3 separate regions of the Sus scrofa genome follow, and all the other regions are linked to region 1. Evidence: chromatin contacts called from public Hi-C and HiChIP or PLAC-seq data. All regions are on one chromosome and are shown on one strand. Each heading gives the region's core, a stretch centred on a gene start, on an enhancer-like site or on the middle of the called end of the contact. The rest is flanking DNA. Distances are from core to core; before and after follow the strand shown. Region 1 overlaps LOC102164427 (a long non-coding RNA gene). Region 2 overlaps ATF3 (cyclic AMP-dependent transcription factor ATF-3). Region 3 holds the start of ATF3 (cyclic AMP-dependent transcription factor ATF-3).

Evidence for each region. A called contact is a pair of places that touch in the nucleus more often than the background predicts. HiChIP or PLAC-seq counts read pairs in DNA pulled down with a chosen protein or histone mark.
Region 2: a contact with region 1 is called in a Hi-C map of embryonic fibroblasts, with 3 times the contacts expected there. The contact joins two enhancer-like sites. A contact is called at or near these places in 1 of 5 promoter capture datasets (liver), 8 of 47 Hi-C or Micro-C datasets (alveolar macrophages, embryonic fibroblasts, epiblast stem cells and 3 more) and 2 of 2 datasets of contacts at active chromatin or transcription factors (alveolar macrophages and skeletal muscle).
Region 3: a contact with region 1 is called in an H3K27ac HiChIP or PLAC-seq map of skeletal muscle. The contact joins the promoter of ATF3 here to the enhancer-like site in region 1. A contact is called at or near these places in 1 of 5 promoter capture datasets (liver), 4 of 47 Hi-C or Micro-C datasets (alveolar macrophages, embryonic fibroblasts, liver and 1 more) and 2 of 2 datasets of contacts at active chromatin or transcription factors (alveolar macrophages and skeletal muscle).

The regions. Positions count from the first base shown.
Region 1 is chr9:130,906,719-130,911,033 of Sscrofa11.1, reverse strand. The region is part of intron 2 of LOC102164427 (a long non-coding RNA gene); the gene reads right to left. Among named protein-coding and RNA genes, the nearest start is that of NENF, 50 kb to the left of the region's middle. Within about 2 kb of position 2,208, at least 61 of the 83 cell types and tissues checked have an H3K27ac peak or open chromatin away from gene starts, as enhancers often do. A contact at or near this core is called in alveolar macrophages, embryonic fibroblasts, liver and 1 more, where this site is marked.
Region 2 is chr9:130,797,762-130,802,076 of Sscrofa11.1, reverse strand. All of the region lies in intron 1 of ATF3 (cyclic AMP-dependent transcription factor ATF-3), which reads left to right. Among named protein-coding and RNA genes, the nearest start is that of ATF3, 30 kb to the left of the region's middle. Within about 2 kb of position 2,231, at least 20 of the 83 cell types and tissues checked have an H3K27ac peak or open chromatin away from gene starts, as enhancers often do. A contact at or near this core is called in alveolar macrophages and embryonic fibroblasts, where this site is marked.
Region 3 is chr9:130,827,789-130,832,103 of Sscrofa11.1, reverse strand. It overlaps ATF3 (cyclic AMP-dependent transcription factor ATF-3), which reads left to right and starts at 2,426. Exons shown (of 4, transcript XM_021063853.1): 1 at 2,426-2,519.

The DNA of each region.
Region 1 (4,315 bases), core at 959-3,458:
GTCAAGGAGAGTGGGGGTGGGAGAGGAGAAGAGCCAGGGGAGACTCAGGCAGCGCCTCCAGCGCAGGAAAAGACAGGGGACTCAATGCAAGAGCAAGCAGGAAGGTGCCGAGGGGTCTTGAGCAGGGAACGTGACCTTGGGTAGCTGATGTTGGGAATATCCACTCCTAGTTATATAATGGGGGACCTTCCGAAGGAGGCTTGCTCTCGTCCAAGTTCACATTCAGTGAGGAGACTGAAGAAGGGAGGCTTGGAGTCCTGCTCAAGGCCCACAGCAGGCAGGGCCAAGTTGGCACTAGGCACCATGCAGGGGGGGGGCACAAAGAGACGAGTGACTGGAGCCGTGGGGACTCCTAGGTTGCAGCTAACAGAAGCCCACCTGATCCGACATGAGCCACAGGGGACAGAGGTGGAGAGGATACCGGCCCAGAGCAGGACAGCAGAATTCTCAGAGGCAGGAGTCCTCTTTGTCCACGCCGCTGCCCACCTGCCCCACCCTGCTCTTTGCAGCCCTTCCTCAGCCACTCTGGCTACTAGCAGAGCCTGTCCACCCCACGGACCCTGAGGTGGTGAGTTACAGGCCAGCTCTGGGTTCCAGGTCCAAGTTCCAGGAAAGAGACTCTGAAAGCCCAGAGCATCTAGTATAAGCTGCTATGCCCAGGGGTGTCACAGTACACACCCAGGGGCCGGGTGGGGCTTGCACTGTGCAATGGGGAGGGTCCCCAGAGAAGGAGGACTGTGTACCAGCAGGCACCCCAAAGCTGTGAGGCTCAGAATAGCATGGTCTGGGCTTACAGTTACACAGAACTTTATAATCTTGAGGAACCAAATACAGATTCACTCCAATCCCAAGCACTTTATGACAACAGCTAATACTTTTGAGCACGTACTCTATGCTGAGCACCTGCTCAGTGGTTTACAGGTATTTTCTCACTTCATTCTCATGGCCCCGTGAGGTGGATGTTCTTATTGCTTCCAATTTACAGAGAAATGGATGCACAGAGAATCCTGACTGAACTTTCCTGTCCCGTTTCTGAAGTGCAGCACCCAGTCTTGGAGCACAGAGGAAGAGAAAGAGGGCCCCCCTCTTACCCAGCGGTGTGCCAATAATTGTTTAACAACCAGCTCTCTGGCAAAAAAAAAAAAAAAAAAAAAAAAGCTCTGGTCTGTAGCATCGACCGATGTCTGAGGGGTGACGACCCCATCACGGCTGACTTCAAGCCACCAACTTCCCAGGGCCAGGCTGAGCGACTCCCACGCGCACGGCCTCTCTTTCGGGTGAGTCCCAGAGAAAGGTCCAGAAGCCGTGTTTTGGAGCTTCTCAGAGTGTGGTCCCTGAACACGTGCAATTCTCTGATCTCGCCCCAGACTTCCTGGGGTGGGGGGGGGCCCCCTCGTTCCACAGCCCTCCAGGGGATTCTCACGCTGTCAAGTCTAACAGCCTCGGAGCAGAGGGGGAAGGCGCCCTTCCTCAAACCCGGCTGGTCCCCCTGCGTGGGGAGAATGGGGCTTGTTTCCCACTCCTTGGCAGATGGTCACACTGAGGCCAGAGAGAGGAAGCTGCTGGAAACGGGTGGGTGAGAGAAGTGGGCTGAGTCACCCTCCAGCCTGGGTGTCCTTCTCCACAAGGCAATGGGACTGGGGGTCTCTGCAGAGTTCCCGCCCTGGCCCTTCACGCGTCTGTGAAGTGATGGCCCGTGGACCCGAGGTGAGTGGGAGGGTGAGAAGGCCGAGCAGAGAGAAGCAGCGGAATCCCAGGTCCTCTGGAGCTGGCTCCTCCGAAGAGGGCGAAGCAAGGGAAGAGCCACATAAAGGCCTAAGGCTCAGCAGGGCCTGGCTCTGGGCCTTTGAGCCTGGTCCAAAGAGGTCCTGAGGCTGAAATAAGTCCTGGGACAGTGCTAGAGTCAGCACCAGCAAGCCCTCCGCCCGAGGTCTGAGCCCAGAAGACCTGCGCTGGCTCCCGGTCGGGGAGGGGCAGGGAGCCACAGGTCCAAGTCCCGCCAGGCTCTCTGGGGGACGTGTTTATTGTCTGCTTGTCTCAACAACTTCCCTCAGCCCCAATCCAGATTTGCTATTAACCAAAGGCAAACAAATCGAGGCCCAGGTCTCAGAAATGATGCAAATTCCGTGTCAGCCCCGGGAGGCCGTGAAACACCTGGGCAATCAGCAAGGGCATGATGTCACCGGAGGAATGCCTGGCTCGCATGCAACTGCAGTCACGTGACACGGCCCCAGGGTGCTGGTCACGCGGGGGGAGGGGCTCCCGCCTGAGCTCAGTGTCTGACGAGGAAGCAAAACACAAACAGAAACTGTCCTGTCAGGGCAAAATCCGTAAGTCATGTGATGGGGCCGTTTTCCACCTCCAAGTTTGAGTCACAAAGCGGAGATTCAGAGCCAGCATTACTTAGCAAAATCAGCTCCTGCTGGGATGCTGGCCTGCTTTTTGCTTTGGGCTGGAAAGTCGAGTCCCCTGGAAGTTCAGTCACTCTCCTTCAGGAAAGAAGCTCTGTAAGAAAGTTTCCTCAGGGCACCTGCTCTAGGATTTCTTCAGCAAAAGTCCTGGACTACACCAGCCTTCCCTACTGGGCTGCAACATCCCCGCAGTGTCTCACCTGGGCCTGGCCGCCCCGTCGGTGGGTCGGTCCCCAGGGAGAGGCCAGCAGCCATTCCTCCTTCCCGACCCAGAGTTGCCCACGCAGGGTCCCTCAGCAGTTGCTGGCTGAAGCCAAGAGAAGATCTTGGCTCAGCACATGCTGAGCAAATGCCTGGGGCAAGTGGAAGGTTCTAGGCAGCAGAGAGGTGCCAGGTCTTGGGGGGAAGGGGCAATGGCCCACTCCATTCTCTTGCCCCCACTCCTCTGGGCTCCTGCTCTTGGCAAAGCAACTTGTGGACCACTTGGATCCTGGCACCAGACAACGGTGTGGGCAATGTGTAAGTGGCAGCCAGGGCGCTGCCCTCAAGGGGCTTAGGTTCTATTTAGGAAGATAACACTATCCTAGCCCAACACAATAACAAGCAACAATGAAATGTACCACAGACCCGGAGCAGTGAAGCAGGAAAAGCAGGGGTGGTCACCGAGCTAGACACACCACGTGTGAATTCTAGCCTGGCCACGCCCCGGCAGCTGTGGGTGACTGTGGGCAAATTGCTTCAACTTTCTGAGCCCCAGTCTACGCATGTCTAAAATGGAGATAGACATTTCCAATTCATAGCACTGTTGTGAAAAATGAAAGGGTGTCTATAAAACAGGTGGTAAGACGCTCAGCACAAAATAGGTACTGGATAAGTTACAATAGTTCTCTTAATTCCATTTTGGGCCAAGATGGCTATAAGAGATGAACCATTTATGTTTGGTCTCCACCTAATTAGAAGCAGATTAGAAGCGATAAAGTGAAAGCACTGGAAGAGAGGCTCAAAAAGAGAAAGGAAAACTCACACAAGAGAGCCTGACAATGAGGGGGTACCTAGAAAAAGTATTAAAGCAGATGTGAGAACAAAATAGTGCCCACCATAAGGGCAGAAGCAAATAGCCACCTTTACCCCACAGCCTCCGGGGCCATCGTCGTGTCACAGGACAGCAGAGCACACAGTGTTCCAAAGACGATATATTCATTAGCCTCCAGGAAGCCAGGGACGAGCATAGTGCATTTGAAAAATATTTTCATCCAAAGTTTTTAACTTTTTTTTTTTTGGTCTTTTTAGGGCTGTACCTTCAGCATATAGAGGTTCCCAGGCCAGGGGGCCAATTGAAGCTGTAGCCACCGGCCTACACCAGAGCTACAACAACAGGGGATCTGAGCCGTGTCTGTGACCTATACCACAGCTCATGGCAATGCTGGATCCTTAACCCACTGAGCGAGGCCGGGGATCAAATCCGAATCTTCATGGATACTAATTGGGTTCATTAACTGTTGAGCCACTATGGGAACTTCCCAAAGTTTTTAATGTTTTTAAAAAAGCACTTAAGGAGTTCCCGTTGTGGCGCAGTGGTTAATGAATCCGACGAGGAACCATGAGGTTGCGGGTTCGATCCCTGGCCTTGCTCAGTGGGTTAAGGATCCGGCGTTGCCATTAGCTGTGGTGTAGATTGCAGACTCGGCTTGGATCCCACGTTGCTGTGGTTCTGGCGTAGGCCAGCAGCTACAGCTCCGATTCGACCCCTAGCCTGGGAACCTCCATATGCCGCAGAGCTGCCCAAGAAATGGCAAAAAGACAAGAAAAAAAAAAAAAAGCACTTAAAATGTGTGGGGCTGGCAAATTTTCAAATATCCAGAAAAATCACTTGTCACAATTTCCTAACAGCTCGATGAGTTGAG
Region 2 (4,315 bases), core at 982-3,481, 110 kb after region 1:
CTCTCACACATTCTGTTCTATGAGGGAGAAGGATGGAGGAATAAGGAGAGAAAAGACAGTTCACAGACAGTGGTGCAGAAGCGCCTCAGATGAGGGTGACAAGAGGCAAGAGGAGAGCTTGAGTCTATAGATAGAAACAGAGCAGGAGCCAGGATGCTAGGCTCCAGATCAGCTATCCAAAAGAAATAAAATACGAGCTGCAAATGTGAGCTGCATATACAATTTTTAATTTTCTAGGAGCCACATTAATAAAAGTAAAATCAAGTAAGTGACATTCATTTTAATAATATTTGTATTTAACTCAATATATTCAAAACATAATTTCGACATGTAATTAATGTAAAAATAATTAATGTGCTAGGGAATTGTCTTTTTTTTTTCCTAAGTCTTCAAATCCAGTGTGCATTTTAGACTCCAGCACATCTCTATTTGGATTAGCCACATTCAGGTGCTCGATGGCCCCATGTGGCAGGTAGCTATCATACTGGACCTCGTAGACCTTGCATCTTGACAAAACTGCTCAGACTATTCTCTCCACTTTCAGTCTGTGAACTGGAAATGACTCTCCTTGCTCTGATCCCTTTCAGGGTTGTGTGGGATAAACAGGAGCTAAGGGAGGTGAATGTGCTTTGCAGGCCCCTCACAGGCCCCCACCTCAGGAGAAAGAAGAGAGTGTGGCCAGCACCTGTGAGCAGAATTAACCTACCAATCTATTGCCTGGTCACTGGACTTGGCAGGAACTAAACTGAATGGAAGTGTGGCAGAGGATCACAGACATCTTGATTTTACAGACTAGTTAAACTTCACAACAGAACTCGGGGAAATGAAGATGAGACTACCAACTGCTGCTTTTCCATCCACTGTCATAATCATTCTACTTCTTACTAGTTTAATGAGCTCTCTGGATTCAGGATGCCTGGATGCTCAAGGTGTGATCTCAAAGCTGCCAGGACCACAGGGGGAGAGGGGCTCTGCCCTGACCTTTCAATAAAGCCATTGGTCTAACTTAAAAAAAAAAAAAAAAAAAAAAAAAAAAAAAAGGATATTTTAATACTATCCCAAGTACCAGAGATGGTAAGATTAAAAAAAAAAAAAAAAAAAAAAAAATCTTGCTCCCAAGGAGCTCATTAGAGCAATGGGGAAACATATACACACAAAAATGTATAAGGACCAAATAGTTGTTTATTCCCTGTACTCTTTTGTTTCCAAGTGTAAGAAAACTCAATTCTAAATGGCTTAAGCAAAAGGAGGTAATTTACTGGCTCACATAACTGAAAAGTGCTTGATAAATGCGGCTGCAGGCCCACCTTGATACAGAGCCTCTCACCTCTTGCTTCTGTCCTTTAACTCCTGCTCCATGTGACAGCCTCAGCCATCTCATGCTCACAGCGCCCGACATTCAAATCCAGCGCAAAGCGATTAACTGGGTCTCTGGTAGCCACTCCCCTCGCCCCGCCAAATGCTCTCAGCAGTTCATTGGCTCTGATTGGATCCCAAGCGCATTTCTGGACCAATCACAGTGGCCCTTGGCATGGTTTGCTCTGACTGGTGGCTCAGTGCGTTATGCAAGGCAAGTGTGAGGGGAATGGCTTTCCCAGATGAAAACTGGGAGACAGGTACCTGAATCGGGTGGCCAATAAAAAACAATATTGACTAAGAATTGGGGAAACACAGAAAAAGTGTGACCAGGGCTGGCTCCATGAGCTTGTGATCTGTGTAGTTCCACTCTGTTTTTTTTGTCTTTTCTAAGGCCGCTTCTGCGGCACATGGAGGTTCCCAGGCTAGGGGTCTAATCCGAGCTGTAGCCACTGGCCTATGCCACAGCCACAGCACGCCAGATCCTCAACCCACTGAGCAAGGCCAGGAATCGAACCCGCAACCTCACGGCTCCTAGTCGGATTCGTTAACCACTGAGCCACAACAGGAACTCCTGCGCAGTCCCACTTTTAAAAGGTCCCACACTTGGTTTAATGCTCAGCAGTCACCATCTTGAAATTCTTAATTTTTGAAAAAAGGGATCTACATTTTCATTTAAATTATAAATTACATAGCTAATCCTGGTTGTGACTATCATTTACATACATGACTTTGGAACTGAATTTTGAAAGATAAAATAGCAATTTTCCAAGCAGAGAGGGTTGGGTAGTTGGGAAGAGGAAATTCCATAGGTATTGCATAGGTAGGCAACTATGTAGCGACAGAAAGGCTCTGTGAGAAACTGAAACGACTAGCGCCTCAAGTGGTTGGAGCTGGTAGTGCCGGTGGGGAGTGAGCCCAGCTGAGCAGGAAAGACCGGCAGAGAGGGACATTTGTGTCAAGCCAGAAGGCTGGCACTCAGTGTTTCTTAAATGAAATTAATAAATACAAGTCAAGTGAATTACCACATTAGAAAAAAGTATTTTTAAACCTATATTATTTCAAATGATTATTACAAAATAATCGCCCAATTTTCCACCTTATTTTTCTGCTCCAGACTAAAGCTAAGTTTTCACTGTGTAATATTATCGCCTACTGATCTTTATCATCAGCATGTTGGCAAGGTTAGCATTCCACCTCTGTGACTTCATCATCCAAATATTTATGAATCAGAGAGATGTTTCTAAGAACGTGTTTTCCGATTGTTTACTCTATAGCAATAATAGTGTGCCTTAATTACAAGGATGACGTTTTAAAACCTAAATAGAACAAGCCTCAATTGTGTGGGAGTGCATTGCTTTGGTGATAAAGGAGAAACACAGACAGTGACTCAGGTGGAGAATTGTTTCATTTTCATTTTGTGTTTCCATTGGTTCTACATGTCAGGGCATGTAACAGTCAAGCAGAAGTGTGCTGTGGGGAATGCAAAAATTAAAACTAAGGCTTTATACATAAGAGTGAAAGTACACGGTCCCAGTTCTCCCAGCCTCTCACCTTATCAAGACCAAAATGAAAGGGGAAAAAAAAAAGATGTTGGCTTTCTTCCAACACATGGGATGATAAGCTGGTAAAGGTCAATACTTTGCTCCCGATTCTTTAAAAGAAAGAGACAACACTGGTTCTTCTGAATTGAGAATTTTTTGAGTTTCCACTCCAGTATTTTTTAAAATTTAAATTAAACGTAGGAGAGAGATTAATGTTCAGGTATCTGATAAACACCAAGTGTAGAGCCTTTGACCATTCACTCTTCTGTTCCTAGCACCTTGAACAATGCCTGGCATGTTGCAGGCATACAAAATATTTGACAAAAAGTCAATAAATTTATTGCTCTCAGTAATCCTATGTGACTGTGCAATTTTCAGATCAAGAAACAGAGACCAAGGCAATGTGCTGGAAATCGAGGAAAGAGATAGTCCATCCAGGCAAAGAGGGACCACACAGGGCTTCCTCGGTGACTTTTATGCAACCAGGTACATGTTTCTTCTGTAGAACCCTTGAGCAACAGAGAATGACAACAGAAAGAAAAGGGGCTTTTGAAGTGTAACGTCGCCGTCATGATCACCAATAATCACTGACTGCAGACATAGAGATTAAAATCAGAGAACTGAAGAAATGAAAAAATTTCAGAACCTATAGTACCACTATAAAGAGACATAGATATGTCACACACTACCCTCGCCTTATCAACTCTGCCAGGTAGGTCTTACTAGCTCCATTTTCAATGTCCAGGCCAGCAAGAGTCAGAGCCCAGACTCTTGCCTCTTGGAGCCATCCCCTTGGCACAGGTTCCTTGATTAACACAGAAGGAATCTACCCTCATTAAAGTACCCAAGGGTATTCAATTAGTGCAAAACCAGGACTTGAATCCAAGACCTCTATCGTTTCCACTTGCCCAATTTCTCAATTCAAGATGAGCACACTTTGGATTTCTTTCTGTTTTGCAGATGTCAGTTAATACTAAGTTAGTGGGACAAAGACTATCCGAAATAATTCAGGACTAATCAGTCATTCCATTTCCCATCTTAGAAATTATTTCATTTTTTCCTATATCCATCTCAGTTCCTGGAATATGGCAAGCATTCAATCAGGACTTGATACACTTAATTAAGCCAAGATTTGATTTGGATAGACTCTCAGTCCTTAGTATTCTTCAGAAGCAGGACTGGAAAAAAGTAGGCAACTATACCCTTTGAAAGGCACAGGATACTAGTTTTTACCTTCATTATAATATAAAAATTAAACTTTCATCTTTTAACTTGCCCCCATTATAGAAAAGTTGGGAAATTCTGACATATATATAAGGGCAAAAAGAAAATCACCCACCTGTACTTCCACCAATCAGAATAAAGCACTTTTAATATTTTATGGACTTTTTTTTTGTTTTTTGTTTTTTTGGGCC
Region 3 (4,315 bases), core at 1,177-3,676, 79 kb after region 1:
AGTGTTTTTATAACAGTAATAATAATTGTATCATTATAATGTTATATGTAACAAACATAATCTGATGAGACTAATTCAGATGGTCTCACAGATTTATTTTTAGTCACTGTGGTTGTTTTTATCGCCATATTCACATGCACACACACACATACACACCCATCAGACAGTATTGATTAATGGAGTGGGGTGCTGGGATGGGTGTCACTCTGCATGCAAACTTACAGATACCCACTCAATATTCTCTAAAGAGTTACCGCCTAGGACCAGCATAGAGTAGGTGCTCAGTAAATTCTTCTGTGTGGTTGGATACTTGGACTTTTAAAAAGGAAACGAAAACCTGTGTGGTAACTGGTGAGACACATTAGGAATCACTGCATTAGAGGCTGGAGGGCAACGTGAGAGTACAGCTGGCATGGAGGGAAAAAGGACTGTCCCGATTTTATGGCAGATGTGCCTGTGTAAGCTCTCCTCATCACCCTAGAGCTCATACTAAGGGAAGACCTGGTTCCCAGGCTGCTGACATGATGCATAAACAAGGAATGCCAAAAGGATGCCCTCTGACAGGTGCTGGATGGGTGGCAGGGGTGGCAGGAGCAAATAGGCAGGTATGAGATCCAAAAGAGAAGGATCAGACCCTGTGGCTATCTCAGCTTTTACCATGAACTGCAGGAGAATGAAGTTTTAAAAGCTAGGTGATTCAGCATGTGACTACACAAATAAATTGTGCTACATCCAGACAACAGACTATATTCAGTATCAAAAATAAATAAATAGTGGAGTTCTCACTGTGGCTCAGTGGGTTAAGCACCTGACATTCCTCCGAGAGGATGTGGGTTCGATCCCTGGCCTTGCTCAATGGGTTAAGGATCCAGCGTTGCCACAGACTGTGGTATAGGTCCCAGCTGCAGCTCTCATTCGACCCCCGGCCCAGGAACTTCCGTATGCCACAGGTGTGGCTGTAAAAAGAAAAAATAAATAATAAATAAAACCATGAAAAGACATGGAGAAACACTGAATGTGTTTCACTAAGTCAAAGGAGCCAACTGGAAAAGCTGCATGCCTATGATTCCAACTACATGACATTCCGGAAAAGGCAAAGCTATGAAGACAGTAAAGTTGTGAGTGCTTAACAAGGGTTAGAGGGGAGGGAGGGCTGAATAGGGGAGCACAGAGAATCTTCAGGGCAGTGAACTCCTCTGTATGATACACAGTGGTAGATACATGTCTTTATACATTTGCCCAAACCCACAGGATGTACAATACCAAGGTCCAACCATGATGTAAACTATGGACTTTGGGGATTGTGACGTGTCTGTGTCGGTTCATCAACTGTAACAAATGTACCACTCTGGTCCAGCTGAGGAGCGTGTGGGTGGGGCGGGTAAGGGGTATATGGAACTCTTTGTACCTTCTGCTAAATTCTGCTATAAATCTGTAACTGCTCTACAAAATACAGTCCGTATTTTAAAAATCCGGGTGCAATAACACCCTTCTGTATGTAAAGTTCCGTCCACATTGGAGCCACAGAGTCTTGGGCTGGAGTCCAAGCCCCACCATGACCAGCTCTGTAACTCTGGGAAAATTACTTAACGCCTCTGACCTCAGTTTCTCTAACTCTGCAGGACTGTATTGCCTTCCTCAGAGCATTTTGAAAATTAAATGAAAAACTATATGTGGAGTTCCCATTGTGGTGCAGCAGAAACGAATCCAACTATTATCCATGAGGATGCGGGATCGAGCCCTGGCTTTGCTCAGTGGGTCAGAGATCTGGCATTGCCATGACCTGCGGTGTAGGCTGCAGATGCAGCTCGGATCCTGCGGGTGTAGGCTGGCGGCTACAGCTCCGATTTAACTCCTAGCCTGGGAACTTTCATGTCCTGTGGGTGCGGCCCTAAAAAAGAAAACAAAAACAAAACAAAACAAAAACAAGCAAACTATATGTAAAGTGTCTAACCCAGTACCTGGGATATACAAGTAAATATAAAAACCCTTTCCCCAATTCCTCCCTTTATCAGTGTGATGATTAACTCTTCTAATGGCTACTCATTCCAGAGTCAGGCCAGTGGAGGAAAAAGCTGTCTTGAATGACAGTGACCTTCTACTAGGAAGGGGATCTGTGTGTGGCAGGGGGCATGAGTGTCCTCACATGCTCTGTCCCAGATGGTGGCCACAGAATGCCAGATATGAACTTGACCCTGGAAGGCAGTATCAAGCCCCTCACTCAGCTTTCTCACGTGAAAAGGTCAGGATGATGGCAGGCTGTCATATTTAGACGATGGCTCGCAGGACAGCCTCTATGAGTTAGTCACCTATGATATGACATCATATTGCTACTCAATATAGTAACAGCTGTTATTTGCTTTGGGGGGCAGAGGCGGGATCAGCTTTTGTTGACCAACCATGCCTCAAGGATAAATTGGATGGTACGGGACGTGGAGACCAGAAAAGAGGAGGAATCCTCCTCTAAATAAGGGTGTTCCACAGCTTCCTAAGGATTTTTGGCACCTCACCCCTAAAATGTGAGTCTTGAATTTTCTTTGTCTTTGGGACCCAGCAGGGGAAATGCCATGGGAGAAAGGTGTTCGGTCAGGAAGTCTCCAGCTGGAAGGATACCCACCATGGCCGGGGTCAACGCCGCCTTGTAGAAGGGTGAGAAAGTGTGTCCCATGCCTCAGCTACATGACATCTGCATGGCACCCAAAGAAGTGGTCTCAGGGAAGGGGATTGAAAAGGCCTGGAGGTAGGGTGCTACAGACTCTCTAGGTTGGATTAGGCATTTTACCCTCCCAGGTTACAGAACAGGCCAAATCACTCCACTGAGGCAATGATGTTTTCTCAGCCTTTGAAATGTCCTAGATGAAGCCATGGTTTGGGGATAACACCCATCAGTGCCTTAGCTAATTTGGCATATTGATCAGTCATATCATAATGGAAAACCACTGGATGTGGTTAACCCCTTCCTGCCAGTGAGTTCTCCTCCTTGACATCTCTGCCTCCCATGGGGCCTTGTGCTTTGGGAACAGAATGCTTTGTTTCAGCCGTGCAGATGCCTAGGTGAACTGGGGAAAGCGGACTCTTCCTGTGTCTAACCTGGAATAGCTCCAGAGTGAGGAAATGAAGAGGCTAGAGAGAAAAAGCCCTGGACCCCGGGCTCGGGAGACCCTGTGTGGCAGCTGGTTCTGCCACTTTTTGAGCCTGCTGACCTTGAGCAGGTCACCACCTCTCTGCAGATTTTGATCGCTTGCCTTGTCTGTAAAACTGCGTTCGTTCTCGGGGTCCTTTAACCCTAGCTTGCCCTCTCCAGTCTTCTAAGCGTGGATCCCTGGTCTGTTGTTGGCAGACGAGAAAGGGAGCCCGCGGTCTGAGTGCGTGCTTCTGCCACGTTACTTTGCGACCTTCCACAAGGACACGCTGTCTCTGAACCTCAGTTTCCTCACTTATAAAATCAGGGTGAGATAATGAGCCTTTATAAAACTTACAAAATACGGATGAGATAATGAGCCTTTTCATAGGCACCATATAAATGCAATGAAGTGATTTCCTGAGTTCCGAGGGGGAAGGTGGGGGAAGGCAGGCTGAGGAGAAGACGGTGGGGGTTAGCGGCAGGTGGGGTGAAACCAGGGCTAGGAGCGGGGGGCGGTGGGGGTACGGTCGTCCAGGCCGAGAAAACCTCCGACCCAGTCCTCCTCGGTTCCTCTTCATTTCCCAGCAGCAGCCCAGGGAGGGGAAACTATTGAGAGGTTGTAAGCGATGCTGAGAACAGCCCAAGAGGGTGGCTGCAAACTCTTGTCTAAGGGGGTCGCGCTGCCCGAGTGCGCACGGCGCCAAAGCAAAGAGGCCGAGGGGAGCCCGACCAGGGCTCGGAATCCCCGCGCAAACCAGCAGCCTCTCATTTCCTACCCTGCCCGGGGGTAATAGCCCTGAACTGAGCACCTTCTGGGCTGCCCCGCATCACCTCCTAGGGGTGTAAAAACAGCTCCGAGGGGAGCCCTGGAAATCACATCACGGCTGTATGCTCACCAGAGTGACCTGTCTCGACTCATCTCTGCGGGAAAATCACAGATCTGCTAGAGAAACTCTCCAAATTCCTGTTTATTCTTTACGTAAACGGATTAACCTAGGGTTAGCGATTTTACTTCCAGTCTCTCTTTCATGTTACAGCGAAAATGAAATCGACCGACCACTCCTTTGAAGCAGTTCTTTGAGCCATAAGCGTAATTTCTCTTCTCTCCCATCAAAAGGGGTTTTCTCTTTTTTGCCAAAAAAAAATTTTTTTTGTTTTTATTTTTGAAGCCCCAGGAGCTGAGAGGCTGGC